2 separate regions of the Danio rerio genome follow, and region 2 is linked to region 1. A link is a contact called in public HiChIP or PLAC-seq data. All regions are on one chromosome and are shown on one strand. Each heading gives the region's core, a stretch centred on a gene start, on an enhancer-like site or on the middle of the called end of the contact. The rest is flanking DNA. Distances are from core to core; before and after follow the strand shown.

The links. HiChIP or PLAC-seq counts read pairs in DNA pulled down with a chosen protein or histone mark.
Region 2: an H3K4me3 HiChIP or PLAC-seq map of gastrula embryo shows a contact between it and region 1, with 2.3 times the contacts expected there. The contact joins the promoter of thap12b here to the promoter of picalmb in region 1. A contact is called at or near these places in 2 of 4 datasets of contacts at active chromatin or transcription factors (embryo and gastrula embryo).

Annotation. Positions count from the first base shown.
Region 1 is chr15:22,226,563-22,229,619 of GRCz12tu, forward strand. picalmb (phosphatidylinositol binding clathrin assembly protein b) reads right to left here and starts at 1,259. Exons shown (of 19, transcript NM_001003741.1): 1 at 796-1,259. The coding sequence starts at 925. The region is part of intron 2 of zpld1b (zona pellucida-like domain containing 1b); the gene reads left to right.
Region 2 is chr15:22,354,157-22,357,114 of GRCz12tu, forward strand. It overlaps thap12b (THAP domain containing 12b), which reads left to right and starts at 1,653. Exons shown (of 5, transcript NM_001002680.1): 1 at 1,653-1,809. The coding sequence starts at 1,721.

The DNA of each region.
Region 1 (3,057 bases), core at 9-2,508:
ATTCTGGCCAGCTGTATGGTTATTACTGTATAATAATGAAAAAACTAAAAGCACAAAATCTGTTCATGTTGCAAATAACTGGCGTTCAGGCAGTGCTGACAATTTTCAGGTTTCATGTTTCCTCATTAAAAATCCTTACCACAGTATTTCCAACGTGTCATAGCTCGCCTTATAACACTTTAAGAACATAATGAAAGAATGATGGGGCCTGGCTGAGAGACAGACGTAAATAGAGATCTATTCTCAAGCACAGACTTACTAGACTGGCAGCAAACCAGCACTTCTTAAAGAAGGTGCACAGCATTCAACTGACATCACCTGCAAAGCTCGCCAAATGGACACGAGAATCACATCCAAATCAACTTGTGTGCAACCAAAACAGCCTGCTTAAGCTCAACAACAGCATGACCAAAACATAACAGTGATTGAATTGTACCTATTGAGAATAACAGAGAATTAACATTTAACCACGGTCTACGTGAGGTCATAATCTATATTAAAATATATCTGAGCAATAAAAAAGCATTATGAGATTAGTCTGAATGACAATCCACTGTTATTTGTCCTGCTTCTAAACAAACACCTATCGTTTAACAGTAGATTGAGTACAGCATGTCAGCTCGTCATAAATGCTCTGTATTCCCAATATTATTGTTAAGAGCACATTAACGTTAGCTTAGCACAACCCGGGCCTGCCTATTGTAGAATAGCCTCAAACGGTAGCCATAACAATCACAGCACCGACTGTACACCCGTCCGTCATCGCAAATCCACACCAAACCGCACAATACTCACAATCCAAGTGTTTCTTTTTCGGGCCCATGATTTCGTGCGTTGTCGCCTTGCACACAGTTTTGGAAACGGCTGATCCGGTAACGCTGTGCTGAGCAGCGGTTATCCTGTCCGTAATGCTCTGCCCGGACATCTTCAACGCTTTCCAGCCAACGACAATCAAATAATATGGACGAATGTTGAAATTCACGCTGCAAGTAAAGAGTGTTCACGGCTTCAGGTCGAGCGAGACCGAGACAAAGCTCGTGCGGGCGACAGGAGGCAGAGGAGCAGCCCAGAACACACGGTTATCCGCTGCGCGAGACGATGATGGATCCACGAATGATGTTAGCCGATTTCTCCTGCCGGATTCTTACATTTTCACGGGGTTGTAAATGCTCGTGACTCATCTCTCGTGTCCCGACACTAATCCCGCCGTTCGGACGCCGTCTGTCTTATTTGCGTGAGCCCGCAGGATTGAGGAGCAGCGACGGCATTCAGGGAAATGGCGGGCCTGCGCTCTTCCATGAGAGCTACTGCTGGAGAATATAGGACAGGACACTAGCCGCTGATGCTGCTACTGCTGCTCCTGCTGATCCTGGATCAGACGCTGACGCCTCCAACATTAGCACAGGCCGTTCGAAATAAAGGGACAGTCTGGAGTCTATTACTATAGTAATATACGTTTGTAGTTTACTTTAAGATTTATATTTTTAACACATTAGATCGCCTATTTACTGTTAACCTTTTACAATAATAAAATGCTTTGTTAGCTAAATAGCAATAAAATGCAACACGTTGCTGATTCTTTACTCACGTGAGAATAGTCTTCTGCATGGTCATTTACACACATGCTTTTTGTTTATTTATTCATTTTTATTTTTTTCAGGATAACACTTTACATTAAGGTTGCATTGGTTGGGGTTAGTTACTGTATTTCATATAACATGAAAAAACAATCAACAATATATCTTGCAATATGTTTTCCATCTTTGTTAATTTTAGTTAATGAGAACACAGTTGTTCATAATCTCTTCGCACAGTGCATTAACTAGCATGAATTTTGATTTTAATAATGAATTACGGCTAAATGTTGAATTATTATTAATCAGGGGTGGAAAGAGTACTGAAAAATTATACCCAAGTAAAAGTAGCCTACTAATATTTGCTCAAAAATGTAGTACAAGTACAGTTAAAGTATCTGTTGTAAGTATTACTCAAAGTATGAGAACAAATGAACCCTTTCAAAAGTAGTGAGTATTGAGTATGATGAATGACTGAAGCATGTGTGTAAACGTAACATTCTGTAGTGCATTTATACAAGAAACATCCATCATCTCATCAGTAACATTCAGTCTAAACAGTCTTTCGGTGAATGAGTATGAAGATTTTGGACATTTGCTTGGGCACTTATTTTACATGTTTGTAAAATCGAGCAACATCCAGGTGTCTGGCATGGACTGGCAAACGGTTAGCTCGTGCACTTCCTGAGGCCCATGCACGCTTTGACAGGGTGCTACCCGGGGCTCTGAGGACCCTCAGAGAAACACAGGAGGCCAATATAGTGGGTCCTGTTGCCAGGGTTATTGAGGGTGGGAGCAGCACAGCCCACTTTAGTCTATAGTTTTAAGCTATAGCTTATTATAGTTTAAAATAGAAAACATGGTAACTGTATGGCTGTTTGTTGGAATGTCATGTTTTCTTTAGTTTTTAGCAGGGTTATTGAGCAAATAATACTTATTTTAACTGCGGTCAAGCCAACCGCACTTCAGAATAACACGGTCAAGACCACAGCGATTTATTTATGAGCACGTAAATTATAATGGCTTTTTGTTTTCTTTCTATCCATAAGTTTCTTTAATATTGTTGTTTTCAGATGATTCTGCAGGTCAAACTAAAAGCATTTTCATTCTAAACTCCTGAATTGTGTTTTTATTTGTCCTATACAGCCTACTGATGTACAATGTCATGGGCCTGCTGTTAATTGCATGTTTAGAGTTTTGACAAATGTAGCGAGTCATATAATACCACGTCGCCCTGGGCACAAATCCACACCAGCTGGATCTCTCATCAACCTCGGATCGCTCACAGCTGGACCTCATCAGCCAGGGAGAGATATAAGCCAGCCCCACACAGGAGGAAGTGAGCTTCATTTGACATGACTCCCTGCGCTAACGCTTGTCTCTCTCTGTCTCTCCCACAGCCGAATCCAGCTCGTGACCGATCCAACACTCTACTTCTCACCAGCCTTCACCATCTCCCCGGAGCACTTGAGCACGCACCCTT
Region 2 (2,958 bases), core at 403-2,902, 130 kb after region 1:
GAAAAAAAAATGAATCAGTTTTCAATTAAACACAAGTCTATTGTCATTTAAGGCAGCATGGTTTGCCTCATAGCACGATTGTCTCACAGCAATAAGGTCGCTGGTTCGAGCCCCGGCTGGGTCAGTTGACATTTCTGTGTGGAGTTTGAACGTTTTCCCCGTGTTGGCGTGGGTTTCCTCCAGGTGCTCCTGTTTCTCCTCAAGTCCAAACACATGTGGTATAGGTGAATTAGGTAAGCTAAATTGTTTGCAGTGTATGAGTGTATGGATGTTTCCCAGAGATGGGTTGCAGCTGGAAGGACAAAAATTAGACAAATTCTGGACGTTTGTCAGTGAGGGGTGGGGTGGATTTTCGGAACCACCAGAACCCCCCTGGCTACAGGCCTGCTTCAGGCTGCTTGTATTTGTATTATAAACTTTACATTTTCAACTACCAAGCAGTGGCGCAGTAGGTAGTGTTGTTGCCCACAGCAAGAAGGTCGCTGGTTCGACTCTCTACTTAGTTGGTGTTTCTTGTGTGTTTCTGTGTTGTTGTCCCTTTAATCCAGGGTCACCACAGCGGAATGAACCGCCAACTTATTCAGCATGTTTTATGCAGCGGATGCCCTTCCAGCTGCAACCCATCACTGGGAAACACTCACACACTCTCATTCACACACATACACTTTGGACAATTTTAGCTTACCCAATCCACCTGTACTGCATGTCTTTGAACTTGTGGGGGAAACCGCACCCAGAGGAAACCCACGTGAACACAAGGAGAACATGCTAACTCCCCACATGCCAACTGACCCAGCCGAGGCTCAAACCAGCAACCGTCTTGCTGTGAGGTGTGACGTCGCCAAATAAATAAACATTGAAAATCCAAATAAAACCAGATTAACACCTTCATTAAAAAACATTGTTCACAAAATATCTGCCGAAATTGAAAATGAACTTAAATTATTTAATCAGTCTTGGCGTGGAAATGCAGTGAAAATGAAATGTTAAACCGGCAACTTCTTTTTATTTATCAATTTTACAAGGACATGGTGTTGTCACACAGTGAAAATTAAAATTTAATAATTTCAATTTTCATTTGACAGATATTTTGCGAACAGTTTTATAATTGTTAAGGGCATCCACTGTGTAAAACATATGCTGGATAAGTAGGTGGTTCATTCTGCTGTGGTGGCCCAAGATTAACAGTACTAAGCTACTCAGTACTAAGCTGACAAGAAAATGAATGAATGAATGAATAAAATCGCTGGAATTACCTTCCATACAAAAATAATAACGTTACATTTACAAAATGAAATTCATACTACATGCCCAGCACAACTAAATCTAATTTGTAAAAAAGTAAAAACCATTAATATTTTCACCAAATAAACTGGATTTTCATATTTATAAATCATGTTTTGAATTTACGAATTGGATTTTGTGAATGTGAATTTTGTTGCGGATGTATGACTTTTATTTGACAAAATTTTATTTATGAGACTGATCTGGCTCCACAATTCACTGAAAAGATCCGAATCAAAAGAGCGATTCGTAAATATCAACCGCTTTCAGTATGGCTGATGCATTGTGGGATCTAAGCGACTTGCATTGTGGGTAGACACGCCAACAATGCTAGTGCCTCATAGTTACGCGCCTAGTTCAGTTTTTGCAACGCTGAAATGATTAATTTAGTGTCATCGTAACTAATAGAAACTTAGTCTTCATCAGATCAGACACAATGCCAAATTTTTGTGCCGCTCCGAACTGTACTAGGAAAAGCACCCAATCCGATTTAGCTTTCTTCAGGTTTCCACGGGATCCAGAGAGGTAACTTAACGTTACGACTGTTTTTACAGCTTTATAACACTGTCACTGGCGTTCAGTAGCATCATTATATCTAATTAATTATTCATGAGGACTTATTCATGATCATATTCTTCATATCAAAACGCTTTGTATTGATGTCGATTGGGGGTGCTATTTTCATAGATGTTCGAGATGTTTACCCTATTAAGTTGTGCATGATCGTGCGTGTTTGGTTACGTAGTAAAATAAAGTAAATATTGTCAGTTTTGGTTTTCCCACTTGAAAAATGCTGTATTGTTTATAGTAAAGTATCTAAATCATAATCAAATTACACAATTTGTACAACTTAAATTCTACCACAATACAACACAATTTACTGTAGTAAATACTAAATGTAGGTATAAGATTCTGACGGCATGATAACCTTCACAGTATTGGGATTAACGTTACTGCTTTAAAAAGATATTTTTAAATGTGTGCAAAAAAAAAAACCTTTCCCACACTGAACCCAATGTTTTTCATTTTAGAAAACGTGCATAATGTTGGAACTGTACACATGTCAGTCTTATTAACTAAAATAAATCATTGACTTTTGCTTTCTTCGTTAGTTTCAAAAACAGATTTCCTCACAACCTGAAAAGACATTGTGTATCTTTTTTTCTCTGAATGTACATTAAACCACCGCACTGTTCAGGTCTATAGCATGTTGGGATGTTGCTGTATAAGTGATTTGTTTTTCAGATGTTTCCTGAATCATTGGCTGACTCTTGATGTGGAGTGGACTTTTATGCTGGATATACTGTTGCCCTAAAAAGCCTGCATAAAGTAGTAGTAAAAAATGTTAAAAAGGAATAATAATAATAGAAAATGTTGTGGTTTTAAAATCTAAACTGTTCTAAACTGCGGTAAACTTTGAAACTGGTTATCGTCCATGAGTACACTGTAAAACTCAACAGTGAACTTTCTCAAATGAAATGAGTGTAGTTAACTCAAAATTTACTGAAAGATAATTCTACTCATTTGAAAAGAGTTTTAAACTCCGTATTGAAGGCAATGAGTTAATTAAATACCACATTACTTTAACTAAAAATGGAGTAAGTTCACAGTACTCGTAGAGATCAGTTTTTAACACAAATGGTTTGTAGCGATCGATTTTCTCAAACAGTTTGA